Linked DNA regions of Anser cygnoides: region 2 is linked to region 1. Evidence: chromatin contacts called from public Hi-C data. All regions are on one chromosome and are shown on one strand. The core of a region is the stretch at or near the end of the contact, and the rest is flanking DNA. Distances in the headings are between cores, read along the strand shown. Region 1 holds the start of THUMPD1 (THUMP domain containing 1). Region 2 overlaps LOC106033474 (acyl-coenzyme A synthetase ACSM4, mitochondrial-like).

Region 1 (5,080 bases), core at 1,245-3,744:
ATAACAAAACAGAGTCAATATGTGTTGGGTTGGTGGCATTTATGTATGCATGCAAATACACCTGCTTTCTGTGCTAACAAAAAGCAATGCAGAACCAAGCTGTAGAAGAATGACAGCAAACTTCACCAGTGGTGAAGCATTCTTACATCTGCAGTATAAAGTCAGCTCCACCTGCAGTGAACATTAAAATTCTTACACGTGTGGATTTTAAAAACTAGATTTCATAACAAAACCCACTCTCCTCCTTAAAACACGCTTACAGAACTCTAGGGCAACGTTTTTAACAGGTTTCCATCGTGTTGATCTTTCTACCACATTTTCTACACTGTCAGCGTATCATTCCCCTTGGACTCAGCTTGTATTTCACCTTCATTCTTGTTCTCTTGTGTTACTTCTTCTGAGCTCTTTTCCTCCTCGGTTTCTGGTTTTACTACTGTCAAGTTCTGTTCTTCTGTCACAGTTGATGGGTTTTGTTGTGCATCTTCTTTGTTGCTCTTTACTACCTCTTGTAGATTGTATTTTCTGAATAGAACATAGTCTCTCACCACACTCAAGCAACAGACGTTCTTTATTATTTCTACCACAACTGTATATTGTGGGTTATTAAGATCAACTTTGTTTTCTGGATTGAGGCTGCCCACAATTCCTGTAAAACAAGATATAGTTTTTAAAATGATGGAAAAATGGTTTCAGAGCATCAGTGTACACTACTAAAAGGATAAAAGTTAGAGAAGACAACATCCCCCCTAGTTGTAACTAATTGCTAGTTATCGCAGTTGTTTAAAATAGTCGAACAGAGCACAACTATTAGAAGATACCATCAGTAGGACTGCAGTAACTGAAAAATTAACCCATTGCAATTATCAAGAAACAAAATACCTGAGTAAGGCAGAGCTATTTTATGAGTCGTACGTTCAATGGAAATAGCAATATCTTATTTCAATATAGCATTCAGAGAAAATGCCTGATAGCAGTCCTTTCAAAGTATGTGAAACTAACATGCCAAATTAAATTCAATACTGTACGCTATTCTGCTCATCACCTCTTAAGACATCAACACCAACAAGGCACACTGATATCAAGTTGTATTCACAGTCACAGAGAAGTTTTTGTAATTCAACATACAGATTTTAAGCAACAAATACGTATGCCCATTTAGACAACTTTTCTTTTAGTAGTCTGACTTAGGCTGTTATCCACACAATTGTGGCTGCTTCTATACTTGTTTTCATTCTATGTGAAATCTATACATACCTGCCAATTCCTTAATTACTTCTTCCCTACTCATATGACTGTTATTACGAGCTTTGTAAACAATCTGGAAAGTACCCTTATTAGGGGCTTTAAACCAGGGCTCAAAAAATGTTTCCGTGTATTTTTTCATGTCTTCCATAAAAGCCTTGCAAGTTCCAGAAATGGGCAGCATGCGCAGAATGACTCTTGTTTTCTTCTTTTTAGTGGCATGCATGTCCTTTAATATATGGTGCACCAGGTTTTCAGGTTCTAAAAGACAAACAGCTAGGTATGAGAAACAAACTGGAGGCGCTTCCCCCCCCCCCCTTTAATAAGCCAGGAAAATGCATGCTTAGCTGCACTGCGGTCCGCCTCAAATTGTTTACTGGGGAGAATTGTTTTAATACACCAGAACTGGATACCTGAGGATCATTTTGTCAAAGCAGACTCCTCTACTTTTAGCAACTCTGTTTATGACAGAATTCAGCAGGAAGGTTAAAGGGAAGGAGAAACTCTCTTTGTCTGGCATACACAAGCTCCTGGGCAGCCACACTGCGGCCTGTAACCGATGCTGTTCAGAGAAGCATATCCCTGCAGCACCATACAGTGTCTGTGTCCCACCTATGCCCCGGGTCCTGATGAAGACCACGTTGTTGGCGCCGCTCTCCACCGACTGGAACCGCCGCAGCTTCTGCTCCGTCGAGGTGCGGATCTGATCGACCTCCTTCTTCAGGGCAGCCTCAACGTCGTCTTCATCCTCTTCCCTCTCGCTTCCAGAGAGCCGCTCCTCGGGATCTGAAAACTGTTCACACAAAGCACGTCCCTACTTCAGTAAGTACAGGGCAAAAGTGCTGAAAGCTTAAAACCCGGCAGGGGCCACATCACCAGGTGGGCTACACAGGGCTTCACTTGTGGAAGCCGACACCCCCGGGGGGCACTGCGGGGTGCAGCTAGGGACAGAAAGGCTGCGCCGCTCCCCCCCAGGCAGGCCCTTACCACCACCACGCCGAGGGGAACGCCCGTCACCGCCGGGGCAGCCCGCACGCACCTGCTCGGGCCCGTAGAGCAGGTCCCCGTACTCGCCGAGCAGGCTGTAGGCCTCCCCCACGCACTTGCGCTCGTTCATGTTGCAGGTGATGAGGATGCCGCGCATGCCGGCCTCCAGCTGTCGCCCGCCGCCGCGGGGCCGCTTGGCCCTCGCCGCCGCGAAGTGGCCCTTGGGCCGCCGCTTCCGCGCCGCCACCGGCTCCGCTGTGGCCATGGACTGGGACCGGGACCGGGACCGACCGACCGACAGACACACAGACACCGACACCAGCCCCGCCGCCGCCGCGCACCGCGATGGCGTCAGCGCCGCCCCGCCCGGGGCACCATGCGGCGCCGCCTCACGGCCGAGCCTCGCCACAGGCCCCCCTGTCCCGGGCTGCAGGAGGCCAGGCGGCGCTCCCGGGGGATAAAAATAAATAAAGCCCCCGGAAAAGGGTGGGTGGGTTACCTCGGGAGGGACGGCCACCCGGGAACGTCGCGGCTATGCAGGGTAGCCTGAGCTCCCGGCGCTGAGTAAAGTCGCTCGTCTTGGTTGCTTTTTCTGTGCTTGGAAATTCAGTCCCGGGATTAAAGGCTCGGTTTGTGTTAATGATTGTGGAATTAGGAGGCAAGGTGGGCCCGGGAGTGGGCTGGCTGCCACTCAAGAGCGATGGAGCCAGCTGGCTTCAGTCCTGCTTTTTTTTTTTTTTTTTTTATTTTTTGCTTCCACATGATGAGTGCGCCCCAGCAGAAGGAACAGCCGCTATTTGGCCCTTTCCTCAGTGGCCTGTCAAGTTCCTGAAGTTTTCATGGTGTAAAGGGGCCAGCTGAAACAGAAACTCCTCATACAGGTAATTTTAACCTTGAAATACTCAAAATGTATTACCAGAGTAAAAATGCACACCACTTAGCATTGGTTTCTGAAGGAAGGTGCTTCTGTGTACTACTGTCCATGAGGGCCTCATCTCCCTCTGTTAGCCCTTGAGCTTTTTTGGACAATCAAAAATGAAGATATTTTGTGAAAGCAGGTAGAGGACAGAGCTAAGGAGGCCGCACTAGGGGCAGGACTATCATGTTATTTACACATAGGATAAAATAGGGGAAAAAAGTTCATAAATGAATGGAAGTATTTATCTGTTACAACTGCAACAGGAGATGACATTTACATTGTATATAAAGCTTTGCTCCTGCAAAGTCTTGGAGGCTCATTTAACTCTACAGCAATTGTTATACCTTGGTGGGATTATTGATCACAAGTAAATTAAAAGTCATGCAATCTTTGCTGGGTTGGGGGTGTGTGAAAGACTCAAAGTTCTGGTGAGTTGCAGCAATAGTCTGTGGAGCTGGGCCTGTGGGGACAGCCTGGCACAGTGTTGTGGTTTAACCCGGCTGGCAGCTAAACACCACACAGCCGTTCGCTCACCCTCCCCCCTCCCTCTCTGGGATGGGGGAGAGAAACGGGAAAGTGAAGCCGGTGAGTTGAGATAAAGACAGTTTATTAAGACAGGAATATAATAATAACAATAATAATAATAATAGTGATAATGGTAATAGTATTAATAATAATAATATGTAAAAAACAAGTGATGCACAATGCAATTGCTCACCACCCGCTGACCGATGCCCAGCCTATCCCCGAGCAGCCGGCCCCCCACCCCGGATAGCCACCCCTATATATTGTTTAGCATGACGTCAGATGGTATGGAATACCCCTTTGGCCAGTTTGGGTCAGCTGTCCTGGGTCTGTCCCCTCCCAGCTCCTGCTGCACCCCCAGCCTGCTCGCTGGCAGGACAGAGCGAGAAGCCGAAAAGTCCTTGGCCTGGTGTAAACACTGCTCTGCAACAATTAAAACATCAGCATGTTATCAGCGCTCTTCTCATCCTAATCCAAAACATAGCACCCTACCAGCTACTAGGAGGAAAATTAACTCTGTCCTAACTGGAACCAGGACACACAGGAGGGAGGATTTCTGCAGGCAGCTGTGAGCGGTGCAGAGGACATGCAATTCACCACGCAGAACATAACTAGGGTGCTTCTGTGGTGAGGAGAGCTGAGGGCTTTGGAAAAACCCGCCCGTGCTCAGGAAAATAGTTTTATGCTTTATCAAAAGAATAATACAGAGAAACAGTTACACCTCTTTTACACTTTGGTCACTGTGGAAGGTTTTTCTTCCTAAGTATTCCTGGCGCATTCACTGACATCACAAGCTGGTTGCTGTCATGTTTGGTTTACTTCTGTGCCTCCTCTGGGGTGATGCAACCTGAGTAGGGAATCCCTTTAAGGCTGTTGGCCTTCTGTGAGGATTTTGTTGCTTGCATTTCAAAGAGCTTTTTAAAATGTTGCTCCTGCAGACTGCAGGTCCTTCTTTACTGCTAGGTAGAGAGCAGCTTTGTTGTTTGGGGGAATCTTTTGAATCTTTTTTTTTTTTTTGTGCTGCAATGAACATTTCAGGGAGCTGGTTAACATTGCCTTTTTGTCTGCTTGTCACAGACTGACATGGGCAGAACCCCAGAAGGGAGTGCAGGCAAAAGCACATGCCAGGTAAGACTGCAGCGCCACCCTTGCTGGTCAGCACTGAGAGGGCTGTTTTGCTCCAAACACATTGATGGGTGTTAGCAATCTCTCTGCTGGCCTTAGAGAATGAAGATGCAGCAGGAAGGACTTAGGTCTTGAGCAGCCAAACTCTTACAAAAAAATCTTGGTGCCTCAATTTAAGCTACAGCTGTCTCCACCTCCCTGGCAAGTGCCATCCTTGCAGCGGAGGCTAATGGCAAAAGTATGTACCAATGCCATGGCCATGCCCACATTGATGACAGGCTC
Region 2 (5,080 bases), core at 701-3,200, 85 kb before region 1:
ATTGGAAAATGTACTTAGTGCTCAGCTGATCTTTCCAGAAATGCTAGAGCTTGGTAAGTGTTACATATGGATGTGAATGATCTGGTAGAACCTTCATTGAACACTTCTGTAATGTGAATACAGGGATGGGATCCTTAGGGTCCTCACGGGGGCTGTCCATGAGGTCTCTTCCCTTCCAAGTATGATCTTTGACCCTGTGGTGCTCGTGTTCTGTCCCCAGGTCAGCGAGTCCCCCAGGGGGTCAACACAGAAGAACAAGATCTTGCTGTTTACCAGCAGGTGGCATTAATGGAGCAGTCAGATGTGCTTTGGGCATTGCTAATGAAGAAACTTGCTGCGCTGGCTTCCTGGAAAGTTAGGCTTATCGTGTCCTTTTTACTTGCCAGCTCACTCACTTAAGCTCTGCCTGGTTTGCTTTTCTGACACTTCCAAATCTTGTGCTGAATGATGGCCTTTAATTTGTATTGTTTACCACTCAGTGATTTTTTTTCTTCCTGAAGTCATACCGCCTTATTTCTCATCGGCCTGTATGACTGAAATGTTGTCAATACTAGGCTCGAATACATTACTAGGAACCAGATTATAAAAGAATAAATGGATTTGGAAAAGTCCTTTGGACGATTCCAGTAAGAATGAGAATTTGTATGCAAAGATTTGATCATTCAAAAACAAAAACCACAGTGGCTGTCAGCTGGAAGAAGAGACTTCAGGTCACAAAATGAAATGAATTTCAAAATGAAGACATTAGTTTATCCAAATGGATTTTCTTTTCACATATCACAAACTACTGTTCACTTTCAGCAATGACTACTCAACAAAAACCCATCTTCCCCACCCAGTACGAAGTCCCCTGGTTGCTTAGGAGCACATTCTTCACATTTCCACCCTGATGTGCCCTCTGAGGAAATGTTCTGATTAATTCTTATGCCAGCCAGCATCTTAGTTCAAGGGTTTCTTCTGAGCAAATAAACAGAGGGATTTACAGCAAAGATCGTCAATCAAGTATGGACTAAAGTGTCCAAGTCTCTTCCTTCACTGAGCCTTAATAAAGGATTACATGGGAAATTATCAAGGACTAGAAAAAAATAGTATAGAGGCATATAGTTAACATGACTGGGAAGGTGGTTAAATCCCACCCTTAGCTCTTACAAAAGCTGTAGTCGCCACACATAAAACCAAGTATTCTGTGAGGCACTTGCTGCTGTATAGCCCGTGTAAAACAGCAATACAGGGTTTTGCAATGTGGCCAGTCCTCCATGCAACTGTGGTTGCCTTGGTCCACTGAAGTCGGGGAATTTTCACTTCACCTTCAGCAGAGCTTTTTTCCCCCCTTATGCTTGCAGGAGGCATCTGAGCAAGAAAGGCACGAGTTCAAACTCAGTGCTGAAGTAAGTGGTAGTGCACAGAACTTGGAGTGCAAAATACAGAGATGAACTTAAGAGGACGTGGGTTAAGGAGCCAAGCCTCTTTTTGCCTCAGTAAAGTAAGGACCAGAGCCACAACCAGCTACATTGACTGGAAGTGAAATTCCCATCTTTGGTGAGAAGCCTGGGCTCCTGGCTCCTGGCTGTGAACGCTGAGGGCTGTGGGACTGCTACACTCAGTGTGGTAGTGGTTAGGCAGTCCTGCAGGGAGAAATCCTACCTTCCCAGCTAGAACCTGCTCCAGCTCTATAAAGAAGGCAGCTCAGCTTATGAACCGGTAGCTTTGCCTCTGAAGAGGAGAAATACTTAGCACCTGCTCAAAAACAAGGCCAGGGAAGGAAAAATTAGGTAGAAGCCCCACATTATCGCGGTCTATTAAATACATGCTTCGAAAAGCTCATGCTTGAGCAGTGATGTTTACACATGGGGATACCGTAGCCTCTAATTACGATTCTACCTATGCTGTACTTGGCAAGGAGACAGCATTTGTTCGAGGGGGCTCTTGCCAGCTGTGCTGGTGAAAGTGCTTTTCAATAAGATTCCAATTAAACGCTTTATTAATATTTATTATTCACTGGCTGCAGCTATTGGTAACATGTATTTGCCCAGGAGAGCTGAAATGAAATGCAGCAAGGTCTGGCTTGCTGGGGAGGTGGAGGAAACGATGCCTTAGTTGCTTGTTCTCTGCACGGTGGGTAAGCGCTGATGCACAAATGCAGCCTTGTGAAGCGTGGGGTCCCCGTTCAGTAAATCCCTCAGCTTCGGCGTAGCTTCTGCCCGTCGGCTGTGGGTCAGGAGCCCGTCCCTCCTCGTCCTGCCAGGAGTGGGCAGTAGATCTGGCGTGGTGCTAGCCCTGCTAATGTTTCACGTAGAGCAAATACTTTCCAAGGTGAACCTGGTAGCTGAGGACACGGCGGGGAGGTGTGTTCATCTGGATCCAGTAGTGTGCCATGTGAAACAGCCGACTCCTCCAAGATTAATGAAACAGCAGAGTTTTGCCTGGCCTTTGTCACACTAGTCCCCAAACATCCTAGCTCAGCTGGCAACAGCATACCAACAGAAACAGAACCACTGTACATTAGAAGAGATTAATCCAAATGCACAGTTGCACTGACTGTTCAGAAGGCTGGTTTTGATAGAAATGTGCATGCACGCTGAGAGTACTTCCAGGGGACTTAAGCTAGGACGAAGCTGTGGTAGAGACTAAAAGAATAATTCAGTTCTCTTTAGGACTGATTGTTTTCACTGTGCATCTGAGTGTTTGTGGATGATTGTCAATTCTGAACCATATTTTTCTTCCTTAGGATTTAAGAAAAGAACTTAATGAGGTGAATTGCCATCTGCAAGGTGTTCAAAACTTGTATTTTAGGGCTGAATAGGCAGCCATTTAGTGTTTTAAAAAAAATAAAGTCAGCATTTCTTGGGGACAGTTCACAATGCACCCCTTTTTTTTTTTTATTAATCTTTGCTATGCCTCACACTGATTTTGAATGCCTTTATAAGTAAGATTCCTGGCTGAGAGTTTTGTTTCCACGGCTCCAAACCATCTTGGTGCTACAGATTAAATGAGCTCTATAGACGGTGCACATTGATATCTCTTTACTTAGTCCTGTCAGTTTTAATTGATAGGGCTTATTTGTGTGCATGCGGAAATTTTTCAAATGATTAAAAACCAGTGATATTTGTGTGCTCACTGATACTCATTTACAGGAACAAATTTGATTAATAAACATTGATTTTTTTTGCATGGATTTAAATAATTTTTAGAATGTCTGAGCACAGTTATGATGAAATGCTCTCCTGTTTAGTCTATAGTAAAATAGCATTTAACTTAGTAAAGCTTGAGAAAGTGATTCAGTTTTAAACTTCTGGGACTCAGTTCTGCTTGTGCCAGTTGAGGAGCCACCATAGAGGCAGTGCAAGTTCTGTTTATTAAACTGGCAGAGGTTGGCATCATAGGGGAAGTGAGTTAGTGGGTCAGCTGAATCTGGTTTAAATTTTGGTTCCAGTAAAATATTTTGGAACTGTCTTGGGTCAGATGGAAAATGACCAGGCAAGGCCACTTGTGGGCACTGAGGGCACATCCTGCTGTGGTCCAGGGCCGGAGGAACCCAGCCCAGCTGGGAACAAGACAGACGTCACACCGCAGGAGGACCGTGTCTTACAGGCAGACTTTTACCAGATGCTCCATCAAGTAGATTTGTACCTCTTGCCATGCACCAGGGCACGGCAGGTGAGTCTGCACTTGGCCCCTTGTCTTTATACAACATCTGAGTGGCTGGAATAGAAATGAGACCATCATTTGCCAAGATGGCACATGTTTTCATTAATATGTCATCATGCACCTTATAATAGGATAGATAGCAGCTTCTGGATTGAGTCTCACATACAGTGGGTAGGAGCAGTGAAAATTAATATTTTTTCATTATCTTGAATGGTAAACCAATCTGCCAGATAGAGTGGTGCTGAACATTGCTTGCTGTGTTTTTCTGTGGATAAACTAATTAAAAGATTATAGCTTTCTGTGTTTAATAGTTGTTCAAAATATATTGGTGACGCTGCTTGCCATTCAAATTTCATCATGCTGAGAGCAGCAAAGGGAAGGCACGCTGACACGTCCTCTTCTGGATTCAGTTTGTCTCATTCACTCTCTAATCTGATCTCCCAGGATATCAGGTAAGGGCTTCTGTTCGTTAGTGAATGCCCATGTCCAGCAGTGAGCACGTTTACTTTGTGCAGGGCCCTACTGGCAGCGTCCCAGAGAGCTTGTTTGAGGTGCACAAGAGAACTGACCTCTTCATTTGTGTATAATTAAAAGAGCTTTGGCATGCTTAGTGCTAGAACTGTTTGTGTGATGTTTGATTTTGTAAATGACAAGGGTGCTGAGAAGCACCTGGTGTTAACTGCATCCCACGCTGCCCAGCTGGGATGGGAGCTGATGCTGGTGGCAAAGAGGCTGATCTCTTCTGAACCAGCACCCTGGTATCAGGGATCCTGAGGTTTGTTGTTGCTGCTAAGTGAGACTTCGATTTGACCTCATGGTGTTGCAGTTCTATGAAAAACTTGTTCTGTCCTTAAAGCAGGAGAATTAAATAGTACTTGGCATCTTCGAAGAAGAATTTTGCTTTAAATAATAGCTCAGCTGTGGTTCACAATTAGAAGTGAAGGAGTGAGCTGCATTTCTCAGATCTGCTCTCATGACTTAAGCTAGTTTCCAGTTTTAGATATTGCTATCTTTAGTGTCTTTTGAAATGTAAGAAATGAAAACATTTTGCCAAAGAATTTGAGGCAAAAAGTAAATTTGAATATTTGAATCGTCAAAAATATCTTCATGAAGCTTAGGAAAGTAGAGCACACACATGCTGTGGGTTTTCCCATGCTTGCAGTTTGCCACCTAACCAGCTGGCCGGGTGGTGGGACTGACCTCAGGAAGGGACTGGGACACTGCAGGGACCTTGAATGCCCTCATGTGCTTCCAGTGGAGAAACTTAAGACAGGTGAGCCTCGATTCCTAAAGGGCTAAAGGTGGTTAAAGTGCCAAAGGACATTGCCAGGCACGGTGACCATTTGTGGTCTTCTACTGTATAGGCTGGGAGAGGTCTTGGCCATGCTGAAATTCTTGGGAGTCTGAGTGACTTTGCTGCCAGGAATCTGCT

Evidence for each region. A called contact is a pair of places that touch in the nucleus more often than the background predicts.
Region 2: a Hi-C map of liver shows a contact between it and region 1, with 2.7 times the contacts expected there. The contact joins the enhancer-like site here to the promoter of THUMPD1 in region 1. A contact is called at or near these places in 2 of 7 Hi-C or Micro-C datasets (both in liver).

What each region holds. Positions count from the first base shown.
Region 1 is chr15:8,399,287-8,404,366 of Taihu_goose_T2T_genome, reverse strand. It overlaps THUMPD1 (THUMP domain containing 1), which reads right to left and starts at 2,494. Exons shown (of 4, transcript XM_013177037.3): 1 at 2,282-2,494; 2 at 1,855-2,035; 3 at 1,255-1,503; 4 at 1-646. The coding sequence starts at 2,494. The coding sequence ends at 321. It overlaps LOC106033473 (acyl-coenzyme A synthetase ACSM3, mitochondrial-like), which reads left to right and starts at 2,046. Exons shown (of 17, transcript XM_066977938.1): 1 at 2,046-2,064; 2 at 2,998-3,110; 3 at 4,751-4,801.
Region 2 is chr15:8,483,796-8,488,875 of Taihu_goose_T2T_genome, reverse strand. The region is part of intron 13 of LOC106033474 (acyl-coenzyme A synthetase ACSM4, mitochondrial-like); the gene reads left to right. Among named protein-coding and RNA genes, the nearest start is that of PDILT, 14 kb to the right of the region's middle. Within about 2 kb of position 1,950, at least 1 of the 3 cell types and tissues checked has open chromatin away from gene starts, as enhancers often do. A contact at or near this core is called in liver, where this site is marked.